Regions from separate parts of the Ovis aries genome. Here region 1 is linked to region 2. The links are chromatin contacts, called in public Hi-C maps. All regions are on one chromosome and are shown on one strand. Each heading gives the region's core, a stretch centred on a gene start, on an enhancer-like site or on the middle of the called end of the contact. The rest is flanking DNA. Distances are from core to core; before and after follow the strand shown.

Region 1 (6,716 bases), core at 2,461-4,960, 58 kb after region 2:
ATCAGCTTGCTGTCCTACTCCATAATGAATTTTCTCTGTATTAAATTTGCTCCTTAATTCTAGTTCATTTATTTATTCTTTTGATTTTTTTTCAAACATTTTATGAACTACTTCTGACATACAAAAAGACAAGAAATAATAAATGAACACCTGTGTTTATGTAGCCCAGATTACAAGATAAAATATTTCCAGTAGAGCCAAAACTTTTGTATATCCCCCTTCCTATCACAACTACCCCTCTCTTTCAGACGTTAGTTTCAAATAGTCTCTCATTAAAAACAAAAACAAAAACACGGTTTTCCTTCAGACACTAAAAGCAGGTGTCCTAATGTTGAAGAAGAAAAGTATTAGGTTACTTCTTGCCTTTTCTTCTCTTAACTTGAGATTGTATTCCCCCATTTGAAAAGGCTGGAATTCTCAGGTTTCTCCACAAACTAAAACATCTTAAGAAATCTTCCATGTATGACAGTGAAAATGACTATTTGGTGACTAAGAAGAGAAGGAAATGGGCTAAGTCCCATTCTAGTCCATCCTGTCTGTTACCAGGAGAATTTCCACAGGTCAGTGTTCCACCTTTGTCTCATGGATTTTTTAAAAACTGCTGCTCTTAAGCAGCCGTAGTCTCAGGTTCTGCAAATGGTCCTTTTATTTATCTATTTTGATACTGCTTATGAGCAGCACTTTTTTAAAAATCCACGAGACAAAGGTGGAACACTGACCTGTGAAAATTCTCCTGGTGACAGACAGGATGGACTGGAATGAGACTTAGCTTACCTCTCAGTATCTTCAACTCTGTGGCTTACAGAAATCTCCTGGGAGTTGCCTAGAACATTTAGAAGTGAATAGACTATCCCTCTTTTACTTTCTTTCCAAATAACCCATTACCCTTAGGATTTTTTCCCTCACCTACTCATTCTAGCTACCTGTTACTTTTGTTACAGAGGACCTAAAGAGTAATCTTAGGCCTAAGTTGTTTAAAGAAGAATCAGGAGATTTTTAATTAAAATTTTGACATTGTGATTATTACAATTAAAACACATTTTTAACTACCAGTAAAAATATCTGCTGTCTAGGGGAAAATGGGGTTAAACCTGGTAAGAAGGATGGCTTGCTGTGGAAATAACTAATTGTCATAATGTGGTAAGTTTTGCTTTGCTCTGCTTATATAGTTACTTGAAGTTCCTTCTGGCCTTAACTGCCTGGACAAATTGTAGTGGCCTTACTGTAGCTGGTATTATTGGAAGACTGACCTGTATTTCAGTGGATTTGCCAGCTCTTGGAGAACCAATGGTGATTTCTTTTGAAGTTTGCAGCTTTGCCTTTCTTGATGCAAGTGCTTTTAGCTACTAAGTAGGTTTTCATTTTGCACTGTGTGTTTACTAATCTCCTAAGTATCGACTGTCATGCTGTACCCACTCTCTTTATCTGTACCCCTTATGCTCTCATCGCACTGTATACTCTTTAGAGTGTAAACGTTTCAGATGACCATTTGCATATGAAGTGAAGCAACTTTTCTTGACTTTTTTGTATATAGACTTCCCATTAGAATATAGTTATTCTAGATTTTTGAGGGCAAGACAGAGGGGTGGAGTTGCTTTGAAAAGTCTATTACAGGAAGACCTTTCAAGTTAATATTTATTGAGCTATTCAGTGGAAGGTGCTAAAGATAAGATGGTACCTGTCCTCCAAACCAGAATGATCATACTTAGCAGAACGTGAGTTACAGGAGTCATTTGAATGAAGGTCTGTTCTCTACTTATAAAACAAGACAGAGTGAACAGATACTGTAATAGAGTGTAAATAAGTTAGGGAGAAGAAGCAGAGATTAATTCAAGTTCAAGATACGCAGGAAGACTTCATGGCAGAGTTCTTGTTTGAGCAGGACTTTGAAAAGTAAATAAGGAGAGAAAAGGTATGCTAGGAGGGGAGAATGGAGGGTATTGCTGTTTATGACTTGCATAAATAAGAAGGTGGAAGCTTAAAAGTGCCTGGAATATTTAGTGTGAGTTGAAACATTGAGTGCATGAAGGAATAATAGTTTGAGGGGAGAGTCAGGAAAAACTCTTGATGCCAAATCAGCAAAGTCTGTGAACTTGAAGTTGAGGATTCAGGGCTTTACTTTATTCTTCAGCCCTGAGATTGTTTCTTACTGGCTGAGGTGGAAAAGGACCTGGGGTCCCCCAAATCATTGCTCTCATGACCACTGTGACCAGTAGGAGTGGCTTACTTTTCAGGTATATTGGGGTGAAGGTAAGATTCTTGAGAAACCCACAGCCCAGAGTCTTCCTCAGTGGGGGCATAAAACTTGACTCTCTAAAGTAGTTCAGTTTTTTCCCTCAGTATTGAAATTTTAGCCTCCAGAACACATTCATTTTTGCCCTCTACAAAGAACAAAATTCTCTCCTATTTTTTCTAATTTAATTTTTATTTTATATTGGATTATAGTTGTTTTATAATGTTATTCTCTACTGTTCTAATTCAGAAGTAACTTCTGTGAGTGGGCTCCCCTGTCCGTGGAATTCTCCAGGCAAGAATACTGGAGTGGGTGGCCGTTCCCTCCTCCAGGGGATCTTCCCAACCCAGGGATCAAACCTGTGTCTCCTGCATTGCAGGCAGATTCTTTATCATCTGAGCCACCACAGAAGCCCTTCTGAGAGTGGACTTGCTGTTAATTTATTTTCTTATAGAACATAAATTGTTTGGGTCTGGGATAGGATTCTGTACTTAAAGGGCCACCTAGTAAATATTTCAGGCTTTGGGAACCATACAGCTTTGCCACATAAGGTGAAAGCAGCCGAATGGCCTGGTTGTGTTCCAGTGCAGCTTGATTTGCTGACTCTTGTCTAGAATCTTCTTGTATTTAAGCCAGTTTCATATCTGGAGGGGGAAAAAGAATAGGGCAAGTTACTATTGCGTAACCAGTTCCTGTAACTCCAGCAGCTATGGCTCACAGTGGCCATTATCTTTTGCACTGCACTGCCTTCTTACGTCTAATCGTAAACAAGTCTTCTCTTCCATTCTCCTCCTCTCCATCTTGCTGTACCTTCTCGAATACTTTGAGTGCTGAGCATGTAGCAGATGGTAGTCTGAGCACTGGGGACGAGTGGTGAGCAGGCAGAGTAGCCCCCCTCTCAGATCAGTGGAGGTGACAGCCAATAGCAGACGAAGCAGCTACAGATGTGAGGAGCTCACGCATTGTGCTGAGAGGGAGGGTGACCAGGAAGGCAGTGCCTCTTCTGTAGCGTAGGGGACGCTTCTCTGAGGAAGTGAAGGTTAAGCTGAGGCCCGAAGTTGAGAACGAGCTAATCCTGCAAAACCTGACAGGTTTTTTTTATGGCAAGAGTCAGGAGATAGTCATCCTCTCTTCCTTTTCCCTCTGAATGTCAGTGTAGACATGGCATGGATAACATTTAAAGTTTCATTAAAAAAAAATACTGAGAGTTATAAGATTTTTTTTTTCCTTTTTAGCTTTATAGGCAAGGCTAAAAGCAGTCAGAGTAAGTGGAAAGTTTCTGACTTCTGGTCAGTATATGCACATACATGGTGAGTATGCATAGAAGAGTTGGCTGCACAGTAAAGGTTTGGGTGTTGTGGCCTGTTATGTAGAGCTCGGGGGGTGTGTGAGGTCTGTCAGTACATTTCTGTAAGGTCGAAGCCTCCTGTGCCCTGTGTTACTGCCGCACTCCTGAAGGATGTGTGCTGCAGTGGGGTGGTGGGGCCCTCTGCTGGCCACTGTCGCTCACAGTCCTCTGCCTGCCGCAGCCAGGGAGGGTCTCGGGAGGACGTCTCAACTGGTTAGGCCCTGGATCTTTGCAGGTCCCTGCCATATTACAGGCTCCTTAGGTCAAGCCTTAGAGGAATATTCACAGGTAGGCTTGTGTATATCCCTAACTCCTGTGCTCTCTGCTGCTTTCTTCTCTGTGGCCCTCTGCTGACTGGTGTTCTTTGCTTGACTGGCTCCTGGTGCTTTGGTGGAAGGGAAGGAGGTAGGTGTGGGCTGAGCGTATGGACTGAGTGCTGCTTATATGTTTTCACCTGCTGTCTTTGGCAGCTAAGTACCCAGCTACAGCTGCTTAACTCTACTGACAGGGGATGTTGACAGATGCACAAAATAAATATAAGTCGGGTATGTGTGTGGTAGCTTTTGAAAATTTGTACAGGAGGAGCATGTTCTACTTGAAGTGACCGTCCTGCCGAAACCTTGACCTAGATCAATTCACCATTTTGGCTTGGTTTGGGGTTTTAAGTTTTTGTTATTGGGGTGTTTTGTTTGTTTGTTTTGTTTGTTTTTCATTTTTATTTTGTCCCAACATTTTCCTTTATAGTCCACCATTAGATATTGATCAGTTGAAGCTCATTTTAAGACTCGTTGGAACCCCAGGGGCTGAGCTTTTGAAGAAAATCTCCTCAGAGTCTGTGAGTTGCTGCCTTGATTGTAATTATCTGCCCTGTTGGGAGCCTCTGCCACTTCCCTTCTGTCAATCTGTACTTTGACCTGGGTATGTTTGTAAGCACATGTGCCCTTTGTGTGCTGACTCCAGGATGAGGTGTGTGTGTGTACGTGTACCTGCCTGCTCACATGCATGAGTGTGTTTTGTTTTCTCTCTGGGTATAGTACTGGAGCATGGGAGCTTGTGTTGGGCAGTAGTATCGCAGTAAGTGAGATTTGAGATTCTGATTCATTCCAGGAGATGGAAAATGTGTTGTCTCCATTCTCCAGCCCTGACATCATCTTTCTCAAAGTTTCACTCAAGGGCTCCTTTCACTTTTTTGGTTAGTATTTATCCTCAAAGCATGAGCTTTACCGTCTATCAGTCTAGCTTTCTCACTGAAAGGATGGAAAGTGCGTTGCCTGCACTCTCTTCCCCTTTCCCAGGAGTTACTTGCTTTTTATTGCTTTAGAATAAGACAACTTGCACATCCTGGGTAAGGTGTCTGTTCTCCACAGGGGTCGGCATCTACCCAGTCTCCAGACCGTCAGAGGTAACATCCCCACTGCTGACGCCTCGGATCCACAGGATAAGGGTTGTGAATCCTTCTCCCACAGCCTGCCTGTGTAATTACAAGTTTGAGTACCCTGAGAAAAAGCTTTGGAGCTAATGCCTTCCTGCTTCTAAGCAGGCATTTAGAGGGAAGCCATGGGAATGTGACTCTGGCTTACTTGGGCTTACTTGGTCATTTCCTTGGGCCACAGGCATGAGAGAAACTAGGAAAGCCCAGTCTTTCTCCCTTTTCCCATCTGTCTGCTGCCAGGCAGTTGGATAAAAGGGAAAAAGAGCTGTGAAGCCAAGCTCCAGCTGTGCCTTCTGGATTCTCCTCCCAGTGTTTCCGACTGAAGGATTCCTTTGCCCTGTTGGAAAGACTGCTGGGTAGCCAGAGGCAGGCTTTTCATTGGTTTCATTTACTTATTTAAGATGAGGAAGCAGAAGCACAGGAAGACTGGGACTTGCCCAAGTCACGCACTGAGTCACTTGACAGAGCTGAGTTTACATCCCAGATGTTCTGCTAACATGTTCTAAACTTTAATCTCATCCGATTGCACAGTTTTGAAAGTCATTGTCAGTTATTGACCAGAGTGTCAGCCAGAAGGAGTGTTTTCTTTTTGCTTTTTGAAATGCAGGAGCTGGATTGGAGTGAACCAAAGAAGAGATGAGACGATGCTTAGAGAGGATGGTGCCTTTCTGTTTTAAATGCTTTTGCTTAGGAAGATTGTCTAATAGAGAGGACACAGGGGCAAGGCAGAGAGGTTAGGGAGGAGCTCAGTTTATCACTGAAGAGTGCTCATGAGACTGAGACAGCAAATGCATCCTCTGTCTGGAGATGTCCACTAGCAGCTCTTTCTCAGTCTTCTCACCCACCCTTAGCCATCTGCCCTATAGATATGTGCTGTTAGAAGAAAAAGGGTGGGTTTAAAATGATAGTATTTACCTGTTGTAATCCGTTTTTTATGTGAAATAGGGTGCATCATACATTTCAACATCTCTTACATAGAGTTGAGCGTAATAAAATTGAGTATCAGAATACAGAAGTTAAATAACACTGCATTGAGTATAGGGATAAGAAAACGTGGGGTTTTTTTCTCCTACGTAGTTACAGTGAGTGCATAAAAAGTAATTTAAACATGGAGATTAATTTGATGTTAGTAATACTGCTCAAGTACCAGTTTATCTTAGAAGCACATGATGTGTGAAACATGATGTCTACATAGCAAAGCCAAGTGAGTAAAATTGTTTAAAGCTTTTCAACATGAAAAGAAAAACATATTAGTGAAGGAATATAGTAAACAGAGAAAGCCAATAGGTATTTTCCTTACTCCTGAAAAGTAGTGAAGTGATGCCATTATTATTGATTGATGGAATTCAGTCAGTAAATACTAGGACATTCTGAGTAAGAGAGTACAGTAATAGTTGGACTGACTGAGAACAAGTTAGCATGTGCCGTGAGAAAAGGGGTAATGAGTCATGATGGGTGTCCAGAGAATATTTTTTGGTTGGTGACCCAATACCTAAAGTAATCAGTGAAAGGACAAAAATAAAAAATAAATCATGTGAAGAAAACAAAAGCCCTTTCACTGACTCACTCTCAAAATTTTTGCTGAAAATATTCCTGAACTCCTGACAAAAATGGGATATAATAACCTATTTGACTAAAGAAGACCAAAAAAAAAAACACCACGGAAATGTACAGACCAAGTTATTGTTCATAGAAAAGAGAGA
Region 2 (6,094 bases), core at 534-3,033:
ACATGTCTTCTAAGGCAAGAGAATCTAGGCTGTCACACTGAATCCAAAGAAAGCTTTCCGCAGATCACCTACGACCCTTGTTTTGGGTTTTATTTTATTTTTCCTTGACAGCTGAGGATCCTGCAATGCCACCTTAGTTGAGATCATGTCCTTGTTCATAATTTGCTCAGCAAATACTTATGGAGTAACTTCTATGTTCGAGGCCCTGAGCTAGATGCTGGGACAAGATAGGCAAAATTTGAGCACTTCAAGGGATGCATAACACAAAAGAGAATAGTCATGGATAGTGATGGGAAGTGTCCTGGCTTGAGCCCAGTTAGTTCTAAAAGAAATGACCAAGAATAAGATAGGGTCCAATTCTGCTTATTGAAACAAGTTTTAGGGTAGGAATAAGTTAATAGTGACATGAAGGTATGGGGTTATAATACCTTGCCCATTCACATTTATTATCTTGTTCAGCTTTCAGGTGGGAAATTTCAGGGCAGCAATTCTTTTTTGCATAAACTGGAACTAAGGTCTAAGAAAGGTCAATTGACTTGCCCAACAGGATACTGCCAGAAAACCACTATCTGCACTGTTCTTACTCTGAGAGGCATGATTACAATTCTTAAAACCCTCTTTGCTGGAAGCTCTTCAAGGTAGGAATCAGTTTCAAACCTTCAGGGTAAAGGTTTTAAAATGTTTCTCCAAGGGAGATACCAAGAACTTTTCTGAACCTGGCGCATTTTGTAAAAATGCACAGTCTTGGAGTCCCTCTGGGACCCATCTAATCAAACTCGCTGTTCATTTTTAAGCGCCCAAGGTGCTTCTTCTGCACGTAAAAGTTTGAGAACTACTAGAAGTGTCTGGGTGGAAAAACCTCAACCTTAATTCAGGGCTAATATTTACCTTTGAGACAGATTTCGTCAGCATTCCGAAGAGTAAGTGTATGTCCTTGAGCAGATGGGACTACAACGGCTTTCTGGCCGGAATCTTTCTCTTTTTTATGCAAGTACTTCTTGGAAATTGGGGGTTTTCCGCCGAGCAGGTGCTCAGCTGCTGGTGATTACCCACCGTTTAAAGGTCTTTTGGCTCTTTTCCCAGACACCCGATTGATTTGTCACTGTCTCTTTCCAACAGGGAGCCAAGCACTTGCCCCGCCGACCACGATGGGGCGCGCGCGGCCTGTATCGTCTGCTTCTCCGCTCCTTCCCGGGTCCGCCTTCGCGCGCTAAAGGAGAGCAATCCCTGGGAGTTCCTGCCTCTAGGGGCCAGCTGTTGCTCTCTTCTCGCGAGAATTACTTCTCCCAAGCTCTCCCTTCATCAACCCCCCTCCCGCGGGCAGGTTCCATATTGGGTAAAATCTCGGCTCGAGGAGAGGTCCGGGAGCTGTTCTCGCGAGAGCACGGCGGGAGGCTCCTGTTCGCTGGCTCTGGGAAAGGCGACCACTGGAAGCTCCGCGGGCGCTGCAGCTGGAGCTGTGACCCCGCCGCGCAGCCGGGAGTCGGCCGGGTGTGGAGAGAGCGCAGGGAGAGCTGGGCGGGGCGCCAGCCCAGGGCCCCGGAGCGTGCCCCGGCCCTTCGCAGTGCTTCCCCCGCCGTCGGTGAGGCGCGTCCAGCCGCTGCGGCTGACAGGGGCCGCGCGCGCGCGCGGGCTTCTTCAGGGTCGCCGCAGCCGCACCTGCGCGGGCGGCCAGCGCAGGGGTCCCCGCCCGGCCGGGCGGGCTACGAGGTCAGGGGAAGCGGGTGCGGGTGCAGGCGGGGCCCTGCAAGGGCCACCTCCTCGCCCCGCGGCCACCGCTGGAAGATGTCTCAGGAGAGGCCCACGTTCTACCGGCAGGAGCTGAACAAGACCATCTGGGAGGTGCCCGAGCGTTACCAGAACCTGTCCCCGGTGGGCTCCGGCGCCTATGGCTCTGTGTGGTGAGTGTCACCGGGCCGGGGGCCTCGCTGGGCCGGGTGTCTCCGTATGCCCTGGAGTCAGGCCTGCCCCCACGGCTCAGCAATGCACCCAGCGGCAGGAATTTTCCTTGGGGGGAGGGCATCCCAGCCCTCTTCGACCCCTGTCCTGCACTCCCTGTCCCCCTTGCACCCCCACCCTGCACGCCCACGTAGATGGTCAGCTGTGTGTAGGACGCAGGTCCGCTGTGGGCGGTGGGTGATGGTGTTGGAGCCGGGCCCTGACTCGCACCCTGCGCGTTCCCTTGGGGGTGGGGGTGGGGGTGGGGGGGCGGTGCTGCTACGGGGGCAGGAACAGGGGTCCCTCTTCGGAGGTCTCTCCCTGCTGGCATCGAGCAGAAGGACTCTCTCGAGATGTGCCTGCCCTCGGAGCAGACAAGCCCGGGAAGCTGCCCGGAGAAGCAGAAGGGCAAAGCTCGACTGCGGTCATCTGAACAAAACTGAGGACGAAGGGCGTTGAGTTCGGGCTTTTTTGCAAACCTCTGTCGAAATTGCATTTTGAGAAGGGTTCTTTTTGAATTCGCACTTGAATTAGCAGCTATCCAGGGAGCTTAAAATACCGACTTTATCTCGGTGAGCCCTGTGCCAGCTTGAGTGGTGTGTTTCCGATTCAGTTGAAAGCGTATTTCCTTTTCGCAGAGTGGGGGGTGGTGGTAGTGCCTGCAGCTTGAGAAGCTGGCGGCCTCGCTGATTAGTCACATACCACTGCTCATTTAAGTATTGTTTGACAAAACGATTTTCTCCTTTGGAGCAAGTGAGGTTCAGATCCGTTGGACGCCCTCAAGATCAAAAAGTTTTTAACAATGCTGCGATGTATTATAAATATTTTTTAATCGTGATAATTCTTGTGAAACACTGTGTTTTTAAAGTCCTTTAGAGGGTTTGCAGAGAACTTAATCTGCACTTAAGGCCTGAGAGGTACATAATGGTTTTCATGGGATATGGAATATATAGCAAAAGAAGGAAGAGACACTTTTCAGCTTTAATTCACACTATGAATGTCTTTTAAATGAAACGCTACTGTAAAATTTCCAGACTCAGTTCACTAACTTTTCTAACTTCTAAGGTTTTATACACTGTATTTTAGATTTTGTGTAATTTGAGAGCTGACCTGAAGCTAATTCATGTAATTCCTGTGCATGCATTATTTGCAAAGAGGTCTACAAAATTAGTTTTTTGTTTCGGGGCAGGTTCCAGGCTTTTAGACTTGGTAATCTTTGAATATAATTCCTGTGTTTCTTAAAGCCCCAGCATGAATTTCCTGTTTGGTAGAATCTTCTGGGTAATTGAGATTGTGCAATTGTGTCCAGCAACAGATCATATTGCGTTTTCTAGTTCAGGCTGCTTGAGTGATGTCGCTGATGGCCCTATGCTTGACATCTTTTTTCCATTTTTATAGCGTGCTGTTGATTCGCTAATTTTCGAAGATGTGTTTGGATCATTGCTGCTTTAATAGCTCACTTGTTTACGGCCAGTTTTCATTCTGGAATTGACACATTAATTTTTGTGGTACTGAATTTTTGTTTCCTATCATTGTTGTTTAAACTTTAGTGGAGTGATACGGCTCAACTGTGGGGAGTTAGTGAACTGCTTGCAAGGTTTCCCTACAGTTGATGTGAGTAACTCAGCCCTGGCACTGGAGATCCAGTGAAGTGCTGATAAAACATGAACTCCACATTTTTTAGTGCTTTATTTTTCTGGTTTATAGAAGCCATCAAAACTGACACTTGGAAGTAATTTTGTTAAACAGGTTTTTAAAAGTAGGTAGTACATTCACATTGTATAAAATGTAAAAGGCATAGAAAGACAGTGAAAAGTTTCCATTCTCTTTGTCCAGCTGGACTAGTTCTTTTCTCAAGAGACCACCCCTGTTAAGTTTCTTGTGTGTCTTTCTGTGGAGGCAGTTCTGCTAAGGTTGTTTAAGGTGTAACCTATAACATATTGGTGGAGAAAAATAACCAATATTATGTGACAGTTGACCGTAAACAAGTATAGTTGATTTTGGATTGAAAATATCAGAATTTACATTCACATGTGTTATCTCATTCAGAGTAGTTATTTCAAGTTGTTCTTTCAGTCAGCAGCTTTTAGGTGTGGCAGAAAAAAAAAATGTTTTTTAAACTTCTCTTAGAATCCACTTTGGAGCCTGTGTTATTTTTCACTCTCTTCATTTTTTTTTTAGAGCAGATTTGATTTTAGGAAATAACGAAGTTAGATTGAATCCAAATCATTTAGAGAATTTGGGCTCAAGTCTGGTGAAAAAGATCAGGCAGCCAGGCTGGTGATACTGTTTGAGGTCAAATAGGAGTTGTAACCGTAAAGTAATGACACAGAATTTCCTGTGGGACTTGTAGAACTGGATTGAAGTCTGTTCCAAAAAAGAATCTCTGAAAGTATTTCAAGGAATGCAACATCACTGAAATAATGTGTCAGTTTCCTAATTTGATTGCTCTGAAGTGTGATACACTTTGATGTGTTAACTTTAAAAATTAAATAATAAGCCAATTTTCAGTGTTTTCATTTGTACTAAGTATCTAGTAACGCAAGTATGATAACTAATCGTGAATGAAAGATCAAGAAATCAAAATAGAACTTTGAGTATTAGAGTTTTACAAACATACCTTTCCTTCTTAAGGGGTAAAGGGAACTAAACTAAAGCTTGCAGCTTTAAGGAACTTGGTGCGCTGTCAGTGAGGGGAAATGAAGCAAAATTGTTCAAGAGTACGGTGTTGCAAAGCATTGATTTTGTGGTTTAGGGACGAAAGGGGCGGGGGAGGATCTTTGTGGTGAGTTTAAGGAAATATAAACAGGAACTTAAATGCCCTTCCTCTGGTGTATGCGTTTTCCAGACTCTTGCCTTTGATTATAGGAGGTGCGGCAGTGGTAACCATAAAACAGGTAAGAGATCAGAATTATTCTTAAACCATATTGAATCACTTATTAAGTAATATTTATTGAGCACCAACTATGGACCAGCAGCTTAGCACGCACACATCTTTAGGGGCGTCCCAGGTGGTGCTAGTGGTAAGGAACCCACCCGCCTGCCAGTGCAAGAGACACAAGTTTGATCCCTGGGTGGGGAAGAGCCTGTGGAGGAAGAAATGGTAAACCACTCCAGTATTCTTGCCTGGAGACTCCCCATGGACAGAGGAGCCTGGTGGGCCTCAGTCCATAGGGTTGCAAAGAGTCGGACATGCCTAAAATGACTTCACACACTCATGGACCAGATAGCAGGCTAGGTTTCTTGAGCTAGACTGTTAAACAAGACAAAGACAGTTCATTCCCTGGTAGGTGTATAGTGTGATGTGAATAATAACTGCATTTTATGGATTGCTTTCTATGTTCTGGGCATTGTTCTGTGCTGTTTATATTTATCATCAGTATATAAAGTATATACCAAAACTTTGGTAAAAGAATGGCAAAATTTACTAAGAGGTCAAATTCAACATCCAAAATGCTTTGTGAAAATAAATGTAGTAAAGATAAGTGAAGCTAAGTTTTTTAGTATTAATAGCCACTCATCATTTTAAATCTTGGGGAAAAAAAAAAAGAGCCAGGGCACAAATAAATAAAAGAATGTCATTATAGAGTGTGCAGAGGTGACTTTCCTGACTCTTAATCAGTGAAAGGGGTATATGTGTGTGTACTAGTTGCTTAGTCGTGTCTGACTCTTTGCAACCCCATAAACTGTAGCCCATCAGGCCCCTCCGTCCATAGGATTCTCCAGGTAAGAACACTGGAGTGGGTTGCCATTTCCTTCTCCAAAAGGAACTATAGAAAGAAAGAAAAAGTGAAGTCACTCAGCTGTGTCCGACTCTTAGCGATCCCATGGACTGTAGCCTACCAGGCTCCTCCATCCATGAAATTTTCCAGGCAAGAGTACTGGAGTGAGAGGGGTAGTCTTTTATTTTTCTAGTGGTGATAGTAAGCCCTTGCTGATCTTTCTTTGCATTTGCTCTTCTTTGTAAGCAAAAGCAAGGTGATTGGCTGCATGTTACCAGTACCAACCAATAAATATTTAAACACAATGGCAAAATATTTGTATTATTGATATGTGAAGACTTTTAAGAAAGAGTTCGTTTAAGTTGGCTATAAAGTCATTGTTTGTCAGATTCCCATTTTCCACAGGCTCCCATTTGAAAATAAGGGTATCCTGA

The links. A called contact is a pair of places that touch in the nucleus more often than the background predicts.
Region 1: a Hi-C map of liver shows a contact between it and region 2, with 4 times the contacts expected there. The contact joins the enhancer-like site here to the promoter of MAPK14 in region 2. A contact is called at or near these places in 13 of 16 Hi-C or Micro-C datasets (blood, hypothalamus, liver and 7 more).

The regions. Positions count from the first base shown.
Region 1 is chr20:10,149,126-10,155,841 of ARS-UI_Ramb_v3.0, forward strand. It overlaps MAPK14 (mitogen-activated protein kinase 14), which reads left to right. Exons shown (of 12, transcript NM_001142894.1): 9 at 4,337-4,416. Among named protein-coding and RNA genes, the nearest start is that of MAPK13, 29 kb to the right of the region's middle. Within about 2 kb of position 3,711, at least 39 of the 54 cell types and tissues checked have an H3K27ac peak or open chromatin away from gene starts, as enhancers often do. A contact at or near this core is called in hypothalamus and liver, where this site is marked.
Region 2 is chr20:10,093,032-10,099,125 of ARS-UI_Ramb_v3.0, forward strand. MAPK14 (mitogen-activated protein kinase 14) reads left to right here and starts at 1,784. Exons shown (of 12, transcript NM_001142894.1): 1 at 1,784-1,901. The coding sequence starts at 1,786. It overlaps SLC26A8 (solute carrier family 26 member 8), which reads right to left and starts at 1,219. Exons shown (of 20, transcript XM_060403123.1): 1 at 889-1,219.